Regions from separate parts of the Hordeum vulgare genome. Here region 1 is linked to region 2. The links are chromatin contacts, called in public Hi-C maps. All regions are on one chromosome and are shown on one strand. The core of a region is the stretch at or near the end of the contact, and the rest is flanking DNA. Distances in the headings are between cores, read along the strand shown. Region 1 holds the start of LOC123427086 (PTI1-like tyrosine-protein kinase 3). Region 2 holds the start of LOC123427084 (ankyrin-3).

What was found. A called contact is a pair of places that touch in the nucleus more often than the background predicts.
Region 1: a Hi-C map of leaf shows a contact between it and region 2, with 5 times the contacts expected there. The contact joins the promoter of LOC123427086 here to the promoter of LOC123427084 in region 2. A contact is called at or near these places in 2 of 6 Hi-C or Micro-C datasets (leaf and seedling).

The regions. Positions count from the first base shown.
Region 1 is chr2H:538,500,238-538,507,594 of MorexV3_pseudomolecules_assembly, forward strand. LOC123427086 (PTI1-like tyrosine-protein kinase 3) reads left to right here and starts at 2,803. Exons shown (of 6, transcript XM_045111039.1): 1 at 2,803-3,165; 2 at 3,263-3,634; 3 at 3,721-4,006; 4 at 4,141-4,273; 5 at 6,497-6,583; 6 at 6,671-7,103. The coding sequence starts at 3,051. The coding sequence ends at 6,787.
Region 2 is chr2H:537,860,369-537,868,254 of MorexV3_pseudomolecules_assembly, forward strand. It overlaps LOC123427084 (ankyrin-3), which reads left to right and starts at 4,595. Exons shown (of 4, transcript XM_045111037.1): 1 at 4,595-5,022. The coding sequence starts at 4,684.

The DNA of each region.
Region 1 (7,357 bases), core at 1,553-4,052, 640 kb after region 2:
GGAGGCACAATGCTCCCCAAGATGCCACTAAGGCCACCGTAAACTCCTCACGCCCTCGCACAATGCAAGATGCCGTGATTCCACTAAGGGACCCTTGAGGGCGGTCACCGAACCCGTACAAATGGCAAACCTTGGGGGCGGTCACCGGACCCGTACACGTGGCAACCCTTGGGGGCGGTTACCGGTACCCGTACAAATTGCTCGGGGCAATCTCCACAACCTAATTGAAGACCCCGACGCTTGCCCGGAGCTTCACACCATAATGATTGAGCTCCGAGACACCACCAAGCTTCTAGGACGCCAAAGCATCCAAGGAGAACAATATCTAGGGTACTAAGTACCAAAGGTAATAAGCTTCTCAAACTTCACTTCCACGTATCACCGTGGAGAACTCAAACCAATGCAACCAATGCAATGGCAAGAACACACAAAGTGGTCAAGTCCCTCACACTCAAATCCCTCAACAACAACGAAAGCTATGGAGAAATATGAGAGGAAGAACAAGGAGCTCACAAAGAACTCCAAGATCTAGATCCAAGGGGTTTCCCTCACATAGAGGAGAAAGTGATTGGTGGAGATGTGGATCTAGATCTCCTCTCTCTTTTCCCTCAAGAACAAGCAAGAATCATTGGAGGGATTGAGAGTAAGCAAGCTCTAAGAATGTCAACAATGGAGGTAGAACAAGAGCTCAACGGATAGATTAGGCCAAGGGAGAAGAAGACCCCCATTATATAGTGGGGGAAGGAATCAGACCGTTACCCCCACTTACAGCCCGAGCCCAGCGGTACTACCGCTGGCTCCAGCGGTACCACCGCTGACCCTCCAGCGGTACTACCGCTGACCCTCCGACGGTACTACCGCTGGCTACAGCGGTACTACCGCTGACCCTCCAGCAGTACTACCGCTGGTTGCAGTGGTACTACCGCTGAGCTCATGGTAGCGCAAAGATACTACCGGGCCAACCACCACCAAGAAAGTCTTCGCAAAAATGTCCGACGCAGTACAACCGCAAAGATGACGGTACTAAAAACTTGGAGCGGTACCACCACTGGCCAGGGGCGGTACTACCGCTGGGACAGCGGTACTACCGCCAGCTCTAGCGGTACTACCGCTAGGTCCAGCGGTACTACCGCTCGCCACTGAAACAACCATAGCTTTCGCATACGAGCTCCGAATCGAGCAAATCCAAGCTTGTTGGATTCAGGACGACAAGAGCTTGTTGGAAATCTTAAGACCATGCAGATATGAAAATGCCAATGATATAGAGATGTGAGTCCTCTATGAATGAAGAACCGGCAAAAACTCCAACATCGAAAACATCATAGTAGATGCATATGGACTCCGTTTTCGATGAACTCGAGCTTGTCACGAAGATGACCATAAGCTCTAAAACTCACAAAGAGAAACACCAAACAAGAACCAAGAAGTATGATGCAAGGATGCAAATGGTTTGAGCTCTCAACGAACGATACGATCAAGCTACTCACTTGAGAGCCCCCCTTGATAGTACATCAATCTATCCTAAACAGAAAACCTATCAAGGGCAAACTTATACCTTGCACCTCGTCCTCTTGAGCTAGATGATGATGATCTTGGCTTCCTCAAGATGGACCACCTTTCTTGATTGCGTTGGCTTGATGAAGACTAGTTGATTGCTCCCCCATACTCACTATGGGTGAGCCACTCTTCAGCATATCTTCACAAGTCCATTGCCACCACAATGGACGGCAAGCTTCAAGCATGATATCTTCGTGCTGATCCACTTGAACTTGCACATCGCAATCTTGATGACGATCACAACTTGACGTCATACTTCATGGGTTGTATGAGATCTTCCCTTTGACGCAAGCCCATGGAAACACACCTAACCCCCACATAGAACTCTCACGAAGACCATGGGTTAGTACACAAACACATAATGGACAATGCTTACCATACCATGGGATCACTTGATCCCTCTCGGTACATCTTGTATGCTTTGTGTGTTGATCATCTTGATTTACTCTTTGTCTGAGATCTTGATCAACCATGCGTCTCTATGACCATTCTTTGGATAATAACTTGAATACCAATTTGGTCATCATATAAACTCCTTGAACCCAACAGATGGACTTCAAGAAGTGCCTATGGACAAATCCTATAAATGTAACTTAAGGCAACCATTAGTCCATAAGAATTGTCATCAATTACCAAAACCACATATGGAGATATATGCTCTAACACCCGCTCCGGCACAGCCCGACCTCGCCGCCGCCGGCGAGGACATCTAGGTTTTTTTTTTTTCATAAATAATGTAACGCATGGACTCTCGTTGGCCTTCGTGAACGACTTTTATGTTTAATTATGCATGTTTGATGCACGTCGGTAAAAATGGGTCGAGCCAGCGATGGGCGCATGCGCCGACCCAAACGTCAAAACGGACGTTCGTGTCGGTTTGGCCATCCCAAACGGACAAAAAAAACGGATAAAATCGCCGTCTGTTTGAATCGACCGTTGGAGTTGCCCTTACCCTGCCTATGAAGAGTCCGGTTGGACTTCAAAATTCGTCGGAGCAGACAGCCCGTCCGGACGTCTCAGGCGGGTATGTGAGGTCCTGTGACCGAGCTAACCATTGTGGCGTTGGCATTGGGGGTGCATGAAGCTAGCTACATCGGAGACTCGGTCTCGGTCCAACTGCCCTGTACTAATCGTACGTTCCCCGGGCGGGTCCCCCGCACGCGAGGAAATCTGCGGCGAGATGTCAAGCTATTCCCAGCGACTGGACTACATTCTACTCCTACATATCACCTGCTCGACCGTTTCCCAGCCTCGGAACTTCGTCCACTACTTCCCACCCATGTCGCCGTAAGCTTCCTTGCAGCGATGTCGTCCACAGGCCGGTAGGCAGGAAAATTTCAGCACCTGGGTGTCGATAGATTCCGTGCGATACAAGAGCGGACAACAGCAACAACTAGTCAGTCAGTGAGTCAGTCGCCTCAAGCTTCCTTTCAAAGCTGCACCAGCACTAGCCCCTCTCTCTTTCTTCTTCTGCGGTGTGCCGCCGGCCGGCGATGAGTTGGTGGGAGAGCGTCAAGAGCCTGTTCGCCGATGGCAGCAACCTCGGTTGCCTGTCCTGCGTCGGGAGGAAGGCGCCCGACGACCTCTACTCCTACCCCATGGAGCCCGGTAATTAAGTGATCCAGAGTTCTTCGGTCGCTCCATCTGCCAGTAATTTCCCGTGCATGTAATCTAAGTATATAAATTTTGGTTTGGTCGTGTGCAGCGAAGGGGAAACGATCACGCGGCGGCGGTCCGGCGCCGGAAGAGGAGCCGGGCGCCATCGAGGTGCCGGCGGTGGCGCTCCGGGAGGTGAACGAGCTGACCGGCTCCTTCGACAGGGAGAAGCTGATCGGGGAGGGGTCGTACGCCAAGGTGTACAAGGTGACGCTGCGGAGCGCGAGGCTCGCCGTGGTGAAGAAGCTGGAGAAGAAGTCCAAGCACGCCTCCAACGACGTCTTCCGCCGGCAGCTGTCGGTGGCGTCCAAGCTGCGGCACGAGAACTTCGTCCGGCTGCTCGGCTACACCATAAGCGGCGACCTCCGCGTGCTCGTCTACGAGTTCGCCACCATGGGCACCCTCCACGACGCCCTGCACGGTACGCACGAGCCCACCTCCATTCTCGACCTTGAGCTACAATAGAATACACTGACACACGACGCCATGGATGGACCAATATGGCAGGGCCGAGGGAGGGCGTGGGGTCGCGGGAGGAAGTGGAGGAGAGGCCGGTGCTGAGCTGGGAGCACCGGGTGCAGATCGCGCTGGACGCGGCGAGGGGGCTGGAGTACCTGCACGAGAAGGTGTCGCCGCCGGTGATCCACAAGGACGTGCGCTCCACCAACGTGCTGCTCTTTGACGGCATGAGGGCCAAGATCGCCGACTACAACATGTTCAGCCAGGCCGCCGACATGGCGCGGCTCAACCGCTCCACGCACACGCTCGGCTCCTTCGGGTACCAGGCGCCGGAGTACGTGCCCCGCCCTCCTCGATCATCTGTCATCTCATACCAGCTCGCCGCCGGCGTCCTGTTACGAATTCGAATTTGACGAACGTGTCGATTGCTTAATTTGCTTGGTTTCTGAAAGAACTGAATGCATTCAGGTACGCGATGAGTGGTCAGATGACGAACAAGAGCGACGTGTACAGTTTCGGCATTGTCCTTCTGGAACTCTTGACTGGGAGGAAGCCGCTGGATCGTACGTTGCCGCAGGGGCAGCGCAGCCTAGTCAACTGGGTGAGCAATGCTTCTCAGTCCCATAATCATCCTACTATTCGTCAAGCTGATAAACTGTCAATAATCAACCGGTGAAAAAAATTAACAGACACTTGATGCAGACTAATGGTTATTTTCTTTCTGACAAACAAACTCTAGGGTTAGTTCTTTTGGCAGTTCAAGAAATAAGCCGTCTTTCTTTCTTATTTATTGGGGCTTCTAAGCTAATCATGGGATAACTAATTGGAAGCGCCTGGATCTCATTCGACTGAGAAAACAATTGGTCTCGATCGGATGAGGTGGCAGTTTTTCCTGTCCGGATGAGGTGGCAGTCCCATAAACAAAAAGAAACCCAGTTATTTTGTTTTGTGTTGCTAGTTCTTTGTCCTTGGTTGTCGGTTTTTATGGGTTTGTTAGATTTTTTTTCAACTTTTGTTTGTCCAAAAAAAGCTCAATTTTTTTTGTCTTGTGGGTTTTTTGTCCTGGGTAATAGGCCCTTTTCGCTACGGTTGCAACTACTACAACAACAAAAAAGAAAAAAAAAACAGGTTGTTGTCGCACCTTACGTCTTTCAGTTGCGATCGTGTCGGGGTCGGTTTCAACTACTAGCCTTAGGACAAGCATTTGCAGTTGGGTATCACAGGTTGCAGTTGCGGCCGTGTCGGTTAGGTTGCAACTGCTACATAGAAAAAGAAAAAAAAAAAGGATGCCCTCCATCACCCCGCTTGTTGCGGTTGCGGTTGGGTGTGCTTGGTTGCAGTTACAGCCGTGTCACTACGGTTGCAATTACTACAACAACAAAAAAGGAAAAAAGCAGGTTCTGTTCGCACCTTACGTCTTGCAGTTGCGGTCGTATCGGACCGGTTGCAACTACTAGCCTTAGTACAAGCGTTTACAGTTGGGTATCCACAGGTTGTAGTTGCAGCCATGTCGGTTAGGTTGCGACTGCTGCATAGAAATAGAAAAAAAAATGATGCCCTCCATCACCCCGCTCGTTGCGGTTGCGGTTGGGTGTGCTTGGTTGCAGTTGCAGCCGTGTCACTGCGGTTGCAACTAGTACAACAAGAAAAAAAGGAAAAAAGCAGATTCCGTTCGCGCCTTACGTTTTGCAGTTGTGGTCGTGTCGGGTCGGTTGCAACTACTAGACTTAACACAAAGCGTTTACAGTTGGGTATCACAGGTTGTAGTTGCAGCCGTGTCGGTCAGGTTGCAACTGTTACATAGAAAAAGAAAAGGAAAGAAAAAAAACAGAAAGGATGCCCTACATTGAAAAAGTGAATGATGCCAATTTGTTTCTCATTGGAATGAGTTTTAGCAAAACTCTAACTAATTTAGAGTCTCGGTAAATTTATGAAAACGGTTTACCTTTTAAGCTACAAAGAGGGAGCTTATTTTTTAAGCCATAAAAAAACTTGGCCCTAATATCAGTATATCAGTTGAATTTAATGCCCGGTAACTTAGGGTCAGTTCTTTTGGTAGCTTCTAGAATAAGTTGAAATAAGCTGCCCTATGCGAGTGCGGACGTTTGGAGCTCGGCCTCCATGGAGGCCGAAATTTTTGAATAATTTAAAATTCAAATTTTTCGGTTTCAAAAAAATCTGAAAAAAATATGGAAGTAAAGAAGGATGTTATGTGTATGTGTGCAAAAATTTAGGATGAAATACCTTGAAATACGATCTGCACAAAAAGGACAAATTCATGGCCTGAAACGATGAATAGTGTCATGTGTAAAAAAGCCTCAGATTTGTCTTTTTTGCACAGCCCTCATTTCAATGTATTTTTTTCTGAAAATTTACACACATGTGTGTTACGCCTTCACTTATCCCTGTATTTTTTTCAGAATTTTTTGAAATATAAAAATACGAATTTTCATGAAATTTGAGTTTCAAATTTAAAAGCCTCCATGGAGCTCGGGAGCCAAAAGCAATTTCCGGCCCTATGCAGCTTAATCTATAAGCCCAATCAAATATTTTTAGTTGGCCTTCTAGAATAAGCTGGGTAGGGGGCAGCTTATTCTAGAAGCCCAAAAAAGCTATCAAAAGAATTGGCCCTTAGTATTTTTCTTCTTTTCCTGCCATCACACAATACATCATGCCGGAATGTACAACATTCTCAAAGGGTCCAACCAGCTTCTGAGCAAGACAAAATTAAAGTTACCGTGGCAAACACATTTGCGTTTTTTCCATTCCGTTCTCAATCAAAGTTTGATGGGCCTCCTGCTCCTATCGATGGATGTACCTGCAGGCGTCTCCGCTGCTGACTGAAGACAGAGCTCAGGAATGCATCGACCCGAGGCTCGGCGACAAGTACCCTGCCACCGGAGCGCTCAAGGTCGGTCTCTCTCCCTGTCTAACCAGCCCTGAGAATTCTAACCAGCCCTGAGAATTCTGGTTCCGTGTGAATTGTCTCCCCCTGCAGCTAGGGAGAATCGCAGTGCAATGCCTCCAGTACGACCCAACCTACCGGCCGTCCATGGGCACCATCGCCCGCGTGATCAACTACGCCGTCGTGCGGGACCAGCAGGGCGTGGTCTGATGATGTCAACATGTTGCCGTTGCCCGGTGCTTCTTCCACCGTGCATGTCCAGTTGCCTCTACTATTGTACTCCCTCCGTAAAGAAGTATAAGAGCGTTTAGATCACTATAGTTAGTGGTCTTTATAGAGGGAGTTACTTTTTTGGAAGTTATGTACAGTATGTGTGATATGAACTTCGTAAGCTTGCAAGCCATGTTTGAGTAGCAGTCTTTGCCACGCGAGAAAACCTGTAGCCCGTCGCCAGAAGCATTCTATTTGTTCATGCTCATTCTGAAACACACGCACATGTATAAGATGATAGTATTGTTTTCTCTTCTGTTGTTTGCATCAAGCATTGGTGAGGAATCGTTAACTGGTACCTGTCTTTTGGCTCGCGAGTAGGAGATTAATGGGCCAATTGGCAAGTTAATCAGCCATTTAATCAATTAATCAAATGATTTTGGCAAGTTAATCAGCCATCTAATCAATTAATCGAATGATTTTTCAGTTTATCGGCTATTCGGTGACCCTATGAGCAGGGATTAATCGGCAAGTTAATTGGTTAATCAGATGAATTCTTGAATACGCCGT
Region 2 (7,886 bases), core at 3,345-5,844:
TTCAAGAAGATGATCTGGCCCCTGGAGGCTACAGATTGAAGTTTTCAAGGTTATTAAACAAGACCCCGCTCATCTTCAAGAAGATGACCCGGCCCTTGGGGGCTACATGTTGAAATTGTCAAGGTTAATAAACCAAGACCCGGCTCATCTTCAAGAAGATGACCCGACCCTTGGGGGCTACACGGGGATATATGGAGTAATTTATTACACAACACCATACCTCGTATCTTTTCTTCATCATATTTACGAGGCCAACTTCCATGTCGCGGCTTATGGAGAGGTAGTTTAGATATCCCGCATGCAGTTCTTCAAAGTCCAGTTTCTCAATATTGGGAAGCTCAAGTTTAGCTTTCCCTTTTTCTATTTTGGTTAAGACATCCTTGGCAGTATGTTTAGCCAACACATTAAAGACGGGCGTCATGTGACATGTCCCAGTAATGACGACAACTTCTTCTTTAACCATGGCATCTTTGGATGACCTCAGTGGGCTTGGTGGTTTGAGGTTTTCTCTCTGACTCGGGTCCACGGTCGCATTGTCAGTTTCTGCTCGGTCGACTTGAATGTGAGGGATATTATCCATAGCACTACTCTCAGGAGGTTCAACATAAGTTTCAACTAGTTCAACCGGAGCATCACAGATAGAGGCATCTGTTTCCTCCACTTCGGGTGCTTCATTATTTTGGACTGACCTGTCGGTTTTCCTTTTTCTTCGCTTGAGCCCTAAAAAGAAAAGTTGAGGTATTTATAATGACATGTAAAGTATTGAAGCAACTGCTAATAAAACAAGTAGTGATGTACCCTGGGAGACGAACAAGGGGTGGCAATTTTGAAGACGCTGAATCGCCAGATGAACGAGGAGACACCTATTACAGTGGGAAATCTTGTGAGTTTGAGCAATTGACAAACAGGGTACAGTTGATAAAGAAAGAGAAAGCACGAGAGTGTAGCGTTTACGACTAGAGGTTTTCTCAGGAAGACCCTCCATAAGATCACCTGAGGAGCTATGGGTGTGGCGTTTTGGAGTATATAAAGCCTTCTTCAAAAGGAAGTTAAGGATCCAAATGAGCATATGGATGATTCATAGGAACTTTCCTAGAAACCTGTCTTGGAGGTCTTTCCAAGGAAATATTTGAGTCACAAGATATTGAAATTACCTTAGCATCTTCAGCATCACTTTCAACGTCATCCCCCTGTGAATAAATTAAATGATTAGAACAACATGTGACGCACTAAGGGGACAATCTAGACATTTAGCTCAGAAAGTTCTTCAATGTTCTGTGACTCGCCCACAACGGATGACTCGCCTGCACCTGTTTTGGTTTTCTTCTTCTTCTTTGCGGCAGTCTTGACCTTTTTAACGGGTGGCTTGGTTGGTCTACGTTTCTAGAAGGGCGCGTTGTCCTGTAGCAGTATAAAAGAGGGGAAGTTAATTCTCCAAAGATCAAAGAAAATACCAAATAAGGCGGGTGATGGTTGAATATATTTACCTCACGAGCCGGATTCTGGATGCAGAATGGTTTCAAACCAATTTTTGAACATACTTCTTCGGGCTCACCACATAGCTTCTTCACAAGGCTATTAACTTCTTAAGAGTCAAGCATTACATTGGTGAAGTGTTGAGAATTGTTTAAGTCGCCGTTATAATAGCACATCAGTCCATCTCGGCGGCTTAAGGGCATAATACGCCATTCCACCCACCATCGGATCAAGTCAACACCGATCAAGCCATTGGCGTTCAAAGCTCTAAGTTTTTCCCAGACAAAAGTGTGGGCGGCTTGTTCTTCCAGGGTCAGTGCACCGGGGAGCTAGAAATCCATTGGAAGACGCTCTTCTCAGTAACCCGAGAGAGGATTTTGCTGAGCAGGTGCGGTATTATTGCAATAAAACCAAGCTTTCCCCTAGCCCTTGGGGTGACTGGGCAAGGTGACAGCAGGAAAATCGCACTCACGCTGCATCTGGATTGTGACTCCACCGAGTTCTAAGCTGGGGCCATCAGCCCATTCTGTCTGGCGATTCAAATAGAAGAACTCCCTAAATAAGGTAACGGTGGGTTCTATCCCTAGGTACGCCTCGCAGAAGACTTGAAACTGAAATAAATTACTGATTGAGTTGGGACCTAGTTCTTGGGGGTGGAGGTTGTAGAAGTTGAGAGCGTCCCGAAAGAATTTTGAACCAGGGGGAGAGAAGCCTTGTTCTAGATGATCAGTGAAAACCACAACCTCTCCTTCGGCGGGTTGAGGCCGTACCTCTCCAGCGGCGGCTCTCCATCCGATCATCTCCTTAGAAGACAAAGTTCCTACTGACACGCATCGCTGCAGGGCGGCATCACCAATTTCTGAGGGCAACCATTCACTTTTTGATGGTTCCAACATGCCGACAGGTTCAGGAAGGAAACAGGCTGCATAAGTATGATTGGCGGGTTATTCTAACGAACAAAAATTGTTTGAGGAAGCGAGGAGTTCGAGATACAAACAATGAGGAAGTTCACAATACTTGAGTCGCCTTAATGAAAAGGTGGTTCATAGAGATGGCGAGTTGCAAAATATTTAACAAGTCGTCGTGAGGGTGAAAATGACTTATGAAGGAAATGTGATATCAGATTCCACTAAGTACTAGACAAATAGTTTTCTACCAAAGTGTACAGAAAGACGGATCTACCAATGGTACGCAAAAAGGAATCTAGTAGTCCTAGACGACAGTAAAATATGGGGTAGCAACAGATAGTATTCATGAGGTTTACGTAAAATATCCAGGAAGTTTATGCGAGATTTAGATCTCTACTTTTCCCGCAACCTATCGTTGGGGAAGATTTTCATCAAGGAATCAAATAGATCTGTAATGGCGATGAATATAGGATGAACCCTATGAACTCTGTTAAACTACAGTGAGCGACCTAAGCAGATCCAGTACAAGAAACAAAAGGCTTACCTGATGGCATTGACGGAGGTGGAAAAGGTTCGCGGTTCGAAGTAGAAGACGCGCGACGGCGGAGCCCTCGTACCGGAGAGCTTGACGATGGGATGTGCGGCGACGATGCGATGCGGGCTCGAGCTCGAGGTAGAAGACGAAGAAGAGGAGCAGGGTAAAAGTAAAATAGATATCCTTGTTGGTATTTAAAGGCCGGAGCGGAAATGGAAAAGGCAGGCGTGGGAATCTAGGAGTCGTAGTAAATTTCAGAGTTGATGGCGCCTCGATTGTCGGGCCAAACGAATAAGCTAAAGGAGCCGTTGGAGTGATGCCATAAAGATCCCTAACATCTCGGGATAGCTGACATCATCAACAAATGGAAGAGGAGACCAAAAGGATATTACAAGCCGATGTTTCTTCCATTGGAAGACAAGTTTGGATTATGTGTGAGCCGCCAAGAATACGAGAAAGGTTTATAAACGTGAACGAGTTCAAGTCAATCTAAGGCCTAATGTTGGAGATATTATCCCGCCATGAGACCCTCCTAAGAGGCCGGGTCAAGATGATGGCGGCTCAAACATTCATGTTCAAGACGGGCCATGACTTATCAAGCACAAGGCACAAGGTGAAGCCAGAAGAGCCGGTTGTAGCCCAAGACATAAAGATGACGACTTATGGCCCATATAGAAGAAGGGCCTCGAGAAGTTTCCTTGCGATAAAAGTAAGGCGAGTTAAAGATATGTCAAGTCACGAATTATACGTGACCCGAACTCTTGTAATCCTAGGGCCTCGACCTGTATATAAAGACGGATCTCTAGGTCTGATAGGGTTAAGTTATCACTAATTGAGAGCTAGGCCAGACGAATCCGCACCCTTGTAATCGATTTGCACATAATTATACACAAAGCAGGACGTAAGATTTTACCTCGATGAGAGAGGCCGAACCTCGTTAAAATCGTCTCTTGCTCCCTATAACCCCTTTGAGTCGCCACATGGTTGCGATGCCCCCATCACTAAGTCCTCTCAGAAGGACATCTGCCGTGACAAACCACGGCAACCTCCCTCCTTGTTGAGCAATGAAATTCCCTTAACCCTGCAAAAATACTTAGATGAATATTAGACATTGTATTATCACACATGTAATGTATGCTTGATATCAATGAAGGCGCTTTTGGCGCTGCCATTTTGTCCAAAGAAAAGCACATGTTTTGTTCTAATCTCTCGACACGGCATCCAAACCTTCAACTTTATACTCCCTCTATTTTGAAATATAAGTATTTTTTTAAAGATTTTATTATAAATTACATAAAAAAAATAAGTAAACTTATACTCTAAAGTATGTCTATATTCTAAAGTCCGTAGACTAAAAAAACTTATACGCCGTAGTCCAAAAAACTTATACAGCGTATTACCACCAAATCTTACATATACCAGATCCACTTGTCACACACTCTCTCTCTCTCATCCAGGGCCGAGCCTGAGCCGGAGCCTGAGCCTGAGCCGGAACCAAGCCGCGCGAGGGTCGTGTGATATTCATTCACGCTCTACCCCACCCGTATCAGCCGCGCATCACACTTACTCGTGGACCCCCACACCCAATTCACCGCGCAGTTACTTTACCCCCATCAAGAGCCCACTATATATGACGCCTCGGCGAGCTCCCGTCGCGCCCTCCCCCTTTCAAGTCTTCCCCACCCTGCCGAGAGACAGACACGGAAGAGATCGAAGCAGAGTGGAGCTCCGTACGCCGTCCGTCAACAGGAGCAAGCTTCTAGAATGGCGGTGCTGCTGCGCCCGGCGGCGATCGCCGGCGGCCGGCAGGTCTGGCCGGTGGCGGAGGACCAGGCCGACGCGGCGGCGGCGGCCTCCCAGCGGCTCGTGGAGGCGGTGGCGCGCGGCGACTCCAGGGAGGCGGGCGAGCTGCTCGCGTCCGGGCGCGCGGACGTGAACTACGCCGGGGTGGTGTGGCTCGACGCGCGCCGGGTGGCGGAGGCGGCGCTGCGGGAGGGCGCCGCCGCCGAGCTGCGCGCGTCGCGGGAGGAGATCCGCGCCGACGTCTCGCCGCTCTTCCTCGCCGCCGGCAACGGGGACGTCGCGCTCGTCCGCGCGCTGCTCGTGAGTGCTTGGCTCCTCCCTCCCCTGCTCTCGTCGTTTTTGGGACTTGCTCTGCTGCCGTTTCCCGTCTGCTTTTCGGTTTGGAGAGCACGGCCATGCTGCTTTTCCGTCGGTTTTGATGCGTTTAGCCAGGAATGCGAGCTCCGTTTTGGCTTATTATGACCGGCGTTTCATCCATAATTTGTAGAGTACTAGTACAATCGAACACCCAAACACACATTTTTCACCTTGGAAGAAATAAGTCTAGGAAAGGAAACATGGAGAGCGTGCGCCGCTCAAAATTTGAAGTGCCATAGGGCGTAGGCCGGACTAGCTTAGCTGCGCTTTTATCTTTACCGAGTCGGCGAAGACTTTCAAAAAACATTTTCGAATGGTCTCAGCGGGCGCTGGCAACTCACGGATGTACTACAAGTACAACACACTGTCTGTATCTCATCCATGTAGTACTCCCGCATAGTTCAGTGTACCTGATGGATAGATAGGAGTAGAAGGTTGGCCATCTACTTCCGTTCCATTCCAAATGAAAAAGCTTTGAGCTCATCATAGTTCAGTCTACTATATAAATGCACGCGCCAGGACAAATCCCATTTTCGTGTAGGTTTAGACACGCATGCCAGCCCCCCCTCTCAAATCTCATTTACGCGCTCGGCCTGGCCCCTCCTACTAATCACTTCCTACCCTCCAAAATGGAGTTATATTAGACATAAAGAACATTCATTACGAGATATTTTGCAGACCCCAATCATGTGTTCCCTCGCCAGTCTTCACTTGAGGAGCTCCAACCCATTTCTCTGCAATTAGTTTCTCGAAGAGGGGCTACCAAGTAGTAGTACCAACCCGCATGGCTGCGATGGGGACCATGCTGTGCTTTGCGTTTGCAGTTCCTCTTTAATGCGTGTACGGACACATTTTGTTGTCTTGCCATGATACAAGTCGTGAAACGGATGGGGGCATGGAGCCGGCCATGGAGCTTACGCAGAGAAGCTTCCTGGACACGCCTTCTAGTAGGAGCATGCCCTAGATATACGTGTGTGTGTGTGTACAGTATATATGTGCATCGATCGAGGTCTAGACATACCGTATATACATACATACATACGTCCTGACATGTTACTGTACAGTACATTGCCTACAAAACAAATTATTTCCTACGTACATTTTTTGTAGTAGTAAAACTGAGGTTGGTCCACAAGGCTACGCACGCTGCTGCGTTGGGGAGAGATGTAATGGAGTATTTTAGCGACGAATTGGGGGGACAACGGTAGATGGGTTTGACTTTAACCCTGACCCATCCGTGCTTTGTTTACTGCTGCCGATAATATAACGAATCAGGTAAGTAGTAGTCGAAAGCACAGGTGCCCAGCGGTTGATGGTACTCCAGTCCAGTGGTGCTGCTAATCAAGTTTACCACTCTACAAAACAGGCAAAGGGAAGAGCTCAACCTCTGAACCTCAACGCTTTGGCCGAAACCAATATATTCCCCCCTCGTGAGCGCGGTCGGGGTTGGTATCACGTGACCCCCTCACTCAGGGTCAGGGTCCCGTCCCCCTCGACCCCCAGAGTCCCAGCACAGTTCATCCTACGTCCGTGTCTTTGTCTTGTGTAGTGCACACTCCAGTAATCCTCAGATTTGTTGGATCCCATGGTACTATGCCTTGGCCTTTGGTAGTTGCCACCTGGGCCTGATCACTGATCACGGCCTCACGTGCCTGTCACGCGTAATCATGCAAGATCGTTCTGCTCTACGAGGTTAAGGGCGTGTGTGTCTCGCAACAGGTGGTGGAGGTGGAGGCGAGGTGAGATCCATGATCTATCTACGTGGCTTGCAGTGTCCGGCCGGTTGATCCGCCGGTGTCATGGGGCGGCCCCGATGCGCTATGCCAACTCCATTGAATGGGATTGACAGGGGAGTAGGTTGCAATGGACGGGGCCGAGCACGAGCAGGAGCACGCACCCGGCCGGCCATGCCATGTACTCCTACTACCAGTAGTCTTTGCCTTGCAGGCAAAGCGCACGGCGCATGGGTACCGGCACTCTCCCCTGATCCCTTCCAAGGCCAATAAATGCCATCGCCATTCGCCAGGGACAGGAGTCCCATGGCCGGCGTGGCCCTCGTCCCAGAGGCGCATGCTTTGCTGCAGCATCTTGCTTGTTTGGAGCTCTTCGTTTGGCTCGCTAGCATGGAAAAGGGATGCGGCCGAGCAGGCAACACATCTCAACTCTGCTCTGCTGGGTCTTCCGGATCAAGACAATTTAGGGCTGAACCTCGTGCGTTTTGTAAGCGTGAAGCCGATCCCAAAACCTGCTAGAGCTCATCCGGGCCGGCACTGCTCGCTCAGCGGAACCACACGGTCCGCATCTGCCGTCCGCACATGCCGGACGCTAGCTGATCCAATACGTCCAAACCGCCCCAGCTGTATTTGATCACGCCATGAAACCTAGCCCCTTGAGATTGAGATGCTGAGCCCCAAGCCGGCAAGTAGGCCAAGGACGGCCAACCTTCTCCGTCCTCCGTGGAAGCGCCATCAAAGACACCGACGCATGTCCGTCCCAGTGCGATGCATCACAATCACATGCCCGATCGCATCGCATCGCTCGCTCGGCCTCTGCATGGCACCCCTGAGCCGGCACGACGGGGGAGAGGAGGTATTGGGTACGGAGAGCTCACCCACGTACCCTGTCGCGTTCCTTGTCTCGTAGCCATGGCCTGCCCCCTCTGCCACCGGCCAGCTGTACCCCCTGCTGCTCCTCCCCCCTCATCACTCATGGCTGGCCAGCTACGCGCACTTGGCGCCCATGCACAGCCGCGGGCACGTCCGTCCTTCCCTGTCCTGCCCTCAGCGCCTGCCGCTCCTCGTGTATCC